Regions from separate parts of the Mus musculus genome. Here region 1 is linked to region 2. A link is a contact called in public HiChIP or PLAC-seq data. All regions are on one chromosome and are shown on one strand. Each heading gives the region's core, a stretch centred on a gene start, on an enhancer-like site or on the middle of the called end of the contact. The rest is flanking DNA. Distances are from core to core; before and after follow the strand shown.

Region 1 (3,059 bases), core at 251-2,750, 320 kb before region 2:
GGGATCCACCTGTCTCTGCCTCCTCAGTTTTGGAATTTTAAGAGTCTGCAATCATGCCTAGCCTCTTACTGAGTTCTAGGGAACTAGTGTGTATGGCGAGTGCTTTACTATTGACTAAGCCACGTCTCTAACTCTGAGGCTGATGTTCTCCAAGTAATCACTGGACACAGTTCCTTCGCTCTTCACCAGGTACAGTGGAGAGGCGAGCAAGCACTCCCCGTGGCCTCCTCACTCATTCTAGCTGTTAGATGGGATTAGACCAGGACACCCAGGATCATGAGAAGCAGAGTTAGGGTGGGAGTTGGAGGCTTTGCTCAAAGGACAGGAGCTCTCTGTGTGAGCATGAGAACCTGTGTGGAACTCCTCCACACACGCCAAAGATGCAGGGTGGGCATGACATCCCAGAGCAAGCTGGAGAGCCGGAGTGGTCAAATCAGTGAGCTCTGAGTTCAGGGAAAGACCCTGGCTTAGTGGATAAAGTGGAGATGGAGGGAGGAAGACCCCACACTCACTTCAACCTCTGGCCTCCACATGCATGTCTGTACACGTGTGCATACCTTCATGTGTGCATGCATGCACACACAGGAGGACCATATGCACACACAAACCCAGAAGCATAAAAGAGATACTCACCTCTCTCAGTGTTGGCTTGCCAATGAAGAAGTCTGTGTTTTTGCTGCTTTTGGGAGGGTTGAACTTGGGGTTCAGGAAAGCACATCCATTCGCGATGGCCTCCAGGGGAGCTGGGCCTTCATAAGGGAATCCGAGCCCAACGAACAGCTGTAAGACAGGAAAAGACATCACATGGAGATACCAGTCAGACTGCCTCTCAGCTCCTGCGGTCTGTTTCTGTGGCTGCCTCTGATGTTTTGCAGGGGTCTTAGATCTCCAGGTGGGTGACTTGCGACAAAGAGAAGGGGCGTATACCAGGATATGCAGAATAACATGTGCAAGGGCCTGCAAAGGAACTTGCCTTGTTCCCATCTCCTTTTCTGATGTGAAAAAAAAAATGTCAGGGACTGAGGGGCAGGGAGGGCAAGAGTGTAAATCAAAACCAACAATAAAACCCAGGACCCAACAATCCTCTTTCTGTCACTCAGCAGGCGACATAACTAGAAAAACACTTGCTTAACTAAACAGAAGGTTTCTTCACTCAAGCAGGGAACAACAGGCTCTTTCAGGGACTCTGGGGGCCAGGAACAGAAAGGTCACTTGGCGGTTTGATTACAGTTCAAATGAAACTGCTTTCGACCTTGGGAGGTCAGTAAACATGGGTTTTATGATAGCGTTCTCACTGGGGACACCACTAGCTGGCTGGTTTTGCTTTTTCTTCTGTGGGAGCAGAGGTTTCAAACTGCAATTTCCCAGTTTCCCTCCCAAGCTAGCAAAACCTCAAGTTTCCCTAGATGGACGGTAGATGGCAGCAGAAACAAGCTAACGGTCCTTAGAAAGCCCACAGTGGCCCGAAGCTGCTGGGACAAAGGGATGCTCAGGCAAGGGTCTGTAAGGTGCACAAAATGCAAGTCTCTGTGCATACCAGGTACAGGGGACAGTGTGCTGTGAGTGGCAGTCACCAGGCAGGGTCCAATCCTGGCTCTCTATGCCCACACGCAGAAGCCAAGTCTTAAACACACCAAGTGACAAGGGGACATGGGTGTCTCGTGCCTGGTGGGTGTGAGGTAGGGTGGCAAATGCTGAGGTTCCTTGCTCTCTCGTGTTCAGAAAGACCCAGGTCATTTCCACCAAGTAATGTAGCCATTCAGGCTGGAATGAAGATATTTTAGAGATAAAGAGACATTAGTGCCCCTCCCTTTGGCAACCAGACATAGAAACCAGGAGCCCCACGGAACTGGGATTTCCCCTGAGTCTCACACTGGGAGAAGAGTTGTCTGGTGCTGGCCTGGCAGGGGTGGTAGTGGTGGGAACACTGCTTGTCCTCGCTGTGTCAGAACTCCAAAGATGAACTTGGGAGGCACTAGACCTCTTTCTTTGTTTCTCTCCCCAGTGTGGCTACAATGTAACTCTCTTTGCTCTTCACTGCCATTGACCTCTTTTGTTGACCCATTGAGGAAACATGGCTGAGCCTGCCGTGCATGTTAGGGCTGCCAGGGCCCAGACCTGACCCTAACAGCTGCGGACACAGGACTGCATCAGGCACTCTGGCTCTTTTCGACTCTAAGAAGAAGGTGCTAGGCAAGACAGGCAGGGTCTTGGCAGGTTTAAGGAGAGATGCTGGAGCCCAGAGTGTTTCTCCACCTCTGAGCATTGTGTCTGCCAAGGAGTGCTGATAGCCTCCTTAACCCTACACTGTCATAAACAACCCTGGGAGAGATGGGAGCAGCACATGCCTTAGCCATTCCAACAGAGAATCCTGGTGGGCCATGTGATCTCCTTTTAGATCAACCAATCTGAATCTACTAAATAAAGGATGAGCGGCTATTGCTTGATGAACTCAAATGTGACCTAAGTTTAATTATATCTGAATAATAATTTGCACCAACTCCTAGGCCCTCCTGGCCCAGAGTATCTCAGTACACATAAACACTTGAGGGGGCTGGGGAGACAGCACAGTGGGCAAAGAAGTGCTTGCTGTGCAAGCATCAGCAACCTGAACTCAGATCCCCAGAGCCCGACAGAGCTGGATGCAGGAGCATGTATGTGCAATCCCAGGCTCCTACAGTGTGATGGGAGAATCCTTTGGAGCCTGAAGGCTAGCTTGTTGGGCATACGCAATGGTGAACAGTAGCCACCCCATTTCAAACAAGATTGGGGAGGAGAATGAAGACCTGAAGTTTTTGTCTGATGTTCACATGCACAGTGTGGCATTCATGTAGCTGCTTTCATATATGCGAACACACACACACATATGCATACATACATGCAGCACTAAACACTTTGCAACAGCTCCCCAAGCCTCAATCACCATCTGTCAAGGACTCTTAAGCAAACGCCACACCATTTCTTAGCAATGAGTTTTCTTGTCACACTAGTTAAGGTGACATGCACTGACGTATGTCCTTGAAACACTGAAATAACAGTTTTCTATCAGCTGTCAGTAA
Region 2 (2,972 bases), core at 383-2,882:
ATGGATCCCCAGGTGGGGCAGTCTCTGGATGGTCATTCTTTCAGTCTCTGCTTCACACTTTGTCTCTGTAACTCCTTCCACAGGTATTTTGTTCCACCTTCTAAGAAGGATCAATATCCACACTTTGGTCTTCCTTCTTCTTGAGTTTTGTTTTGTTTTGTGTTGTTTTTTGTTTTTTTGAGACAGAGACTCATATAGCCCAGTGTGGTGGTTTGAGTGAGAATGACCCTTATATCCTTAGTTCCCAGCGAGTGGAGCTGTTTGGGCAGGATTAAGAGGTGTGGCCATGCTGAGGAGCTCACTGGAGGGTGAGTTTTGAGGTTTCAAAATCTCTCTTTGCCTCCCACTTGTAGATTATGATGTAAGCTCTCGGCTTTTGCTTCAGCATCATGACTGCCTGCCTATCTACTGCCACACTCTTCTCATGACCGTCATAGACTCACCTCTGAAATTGTAAGCCCCAATAAACTCTTTTTTCTATAAGTTGCCTTGGACAAGATGTCTTTTCACAGCAATAGAAAAGTAACTAAGACCCAGGCTGGCCTAAAACCCAATATGAAAAGATGATCCTGTTCTTACTGCTTCACCTCCCATGTGCTGGGACTACAGGTGGATCACACCTGGTTTGTGTGGAGCTGGGGATGGGACCCAAATCTGTTCATGCTAGGCAAGCACTCTACCAACTGAGCTAGCTACCTGTACATTCCTACTTAATCTTTGAAGGTTGCCATAACGTCATTTCTCTTGAAGGCTGTGGTTTCTTTAGTCTGCTTCCGGTTTCTATAATGTGTCCAGGCTATGGTGGCTGACTCAGGCAAACTCTTGGGAGGCTAGGCAGGACAGTGGCAGAAGGAGAGGGAGAGGGAAAGAAGAGGATGGAGATGGAAAAGGGGAGGGAGGAAAGAGAGAGGGAAGTGAGAGATGGAAGAGGGAGGAGAGGGGAGGGAGAAGGGAAAGAGGGAGTGGTAAAGAGGGGAAGAGAGAGGGGAGAGGGGCAGGGAGAGGGGTCGAGGGGGAGAGGGAGAAGCAGGTCCCTTGTGAACTACCAGGTTCAGCTTAATTGATTTCTTTTTAGAGCAGTAATAAAATGTGATGTCTCAAGTCTTGTTGACAACAAGAATTCCACTTCCCTCTTCTAGTTGTGAAAGGTTTGTACCCCAATTGTTAACTTCCTTTCAAAGAAGCCCTCCCACTGGAATATTTTAAAAGAAGGAAGTCTGATGTGTTCTTCCCTGACAGTGGATGTTTTCCTCCTTCTCTTAGTCCCCAGAAAGCCTAGGCCGGTTCCTAAGCCACATCACTTCCGGGAACCCCTGCCCTATAAATGCTGCCTCCACTCGACAGTAGCAGCAGAGTGCAGAAGACCCCCTTCTTGGCACTTCCCCTTCCTGCCATTTCTCATAGCTGCTCCTTGGACTGCCTGGATGGTTCTACCTTCCCTGGTTGGGGCAGGGGTGGGGATGGGGGAGGAAATGATGGGTTAGGAAGAGAGACTTCTTGGGCTGAGCCACCCCTTACCCCTGCTTCCTACACCCCCCACCCCCAAGTACTTGATCTGGTCTGTGGTGTGTCTGTGATCACATAGAAGGCTGCTTAAGCCTTCACGGAGAGGAGTGACATGCCTCAGTTCCTAATTTTGATCCTCAACTCATGTCCTTCTTGACAGAGAAACAGGAACTACAACTCTAAGAGGACCATTTCTTTAGAGCATGTTGGGAAGGGTGCCTCCTGCTGGTGTGAAGTGTAGCAGTCACAGAGAGAAGCCCCTTCAAACCTCCTGGCCCCCAGACACTGGCCACAGCAGTTTCCCTTTGTGTTTCCTGCCCTCAGCTCTCCCTCTCTGTCTCTGAAGGCAGCCACCCCCTGACCTAAACATACAGGATGAAACGGTCCACAGTGTGCCCTGATGTGGGTTTTTTCTGCTCACATGAGATCTATCACTGGTTCACCTGCCAGGTTTATCCAAAGATTATTATTTCTGTCATTCTGGCATAACTATTGTCTCAAATGCATGGAATCCCAGAGATGCCAAGTCATTCAGATGGCATGGTCCTTCTAGCCTATCTTAATGACGTAAAATTGCTCCCTAAATAGGACAATTATCTATCCCACAAAGAGGACTATTCTTTTCTAATATATTCATGGTGATGTCAGAACCCTTCCCTTATTCCTCTCCTGCCCTAGTCCTCCTTCTAGATGAAAGAATATTCTGGACACTGGATCACTTAAACTTCTTAGTGGGGTCCTGAGCTCAGGTGTCAGTCCTTGGGCAGGTGTTCCTTACTCCTTTAAAATACCTAAAGGAACTCTTCCCTGCTAGTGAGTCCTTGGGCTGGAATTCATTGCTCTCTCTCTCTCTCTCTCTCTCTCTCTCTCTCTCTCTCTCTCTCTCTCTCTCTCTCTCTCTCTCTGTGTATGTATGTAATATATGTGAGTATGTGCATATTTATGTACATGCCAGAAGCTATCCTCAGGGGCAATCTAGCTCAGTTTTCTTCTAGGATCAAAACACCTCCTTCTGTAGCAATGCTCCTTAAGACAAAATGGTAAACAACTCAGATAGCTTCAGGGAAATCCCTGAAACAGACCAGATTCACTAAGCTCCACCCTCCCCAGGGTAAACAACAAAGATTACTGAAAGTCACTGATAGACAGGACAAGCTGCAAAGGCAGAGACTAGCCCAGCTGTCTGGAAGAAGCAGAGACCAGCCCTGCTGTCTGAAAGGGGCTCAGGCCAGCTTAGCCACCTGGCAGGGACACTCTCCAGCCTATTGAGCTGCCCACGGGCTGTGCAGTGTGCTCCAGATTTCCAGCTTTTGTGAGTTGTCACCCATGCTGGGGTGGGCTTTGGTGAAGCAGCTGTATTGGAGTCATTTATACTCCTGGAAGTAATCCCTCATCCATATTCCTGTAAGTAACCCCAATACAACTTATGGGTTCATCAAGTTGGACTTTGGTGGTAACTGTACTTT

The links. HiChIP or PLAC-seq counts read pairs in DNA pulled down with a chosen protein or histone mark.
Region 1: a contact with region 2 is called in an H3K27ac HiChIP or PLAC-seq map of T-cell acute lymphoblastic leukemia, with 7 times the contacts expected there. The contact joins two enhancer-like sites. A contact is called at or near these places in 2 of 484 Hi-C or Micro-C datasets (bone marrow-derived macrophages and cortical glia), 1 of 115 datasets of contacts at active chromatin or transcription factors (T-cell acute lymphoblastic leukemia) and 1 of 9 other capture datasets (embryonic stem cells).

Annotation. Positions count from the first base shown.
Region 1 is chr1:127,457,557-127,460,615 of GRCm38.p6, reverse strand. It overlaps Mgat5 (mannoside acetylglucosaminyltransferase 5), which reads right to left. Exons shown (of 18, transcript NM_145128.3): 14 at 634-780. All of the region lies in intron 2 of Gm41947 (a long non-coding RNA gene), which reads left to right. Among named protein-coding and RNA genes, the nearest start is that of Gm41947, 20 kb to the left of the region's middle. Within about 2 kb of position 1,500, at least 44 of the 459 cell types and tissues checked have an H3K27ac peak or open chromatin away from gene starts, as enhancers often do. A contact at or near this core is called in T-cell acute lymphoblastic leukemia and cortical glia, where this site is marked.
Region 2 is chr1:127,134,156-127,137,127 of GRCm38.p6, reverse strand. No RefSeq gene overlaps it. Among named protein-coding and RNA genes, the nearest start is that of Mgat5, 69 kb to the left of the region's middle. Within about 2 kb of position 1,632, at least 18 of the 459 cell types and tissues checked have an H3K27ac peak or open chromatin away from gene starts, as enhancers often do. A contact at or near this core is called in T-cell acute lymphoblastic leukemia and cortical glia, where this site is marked.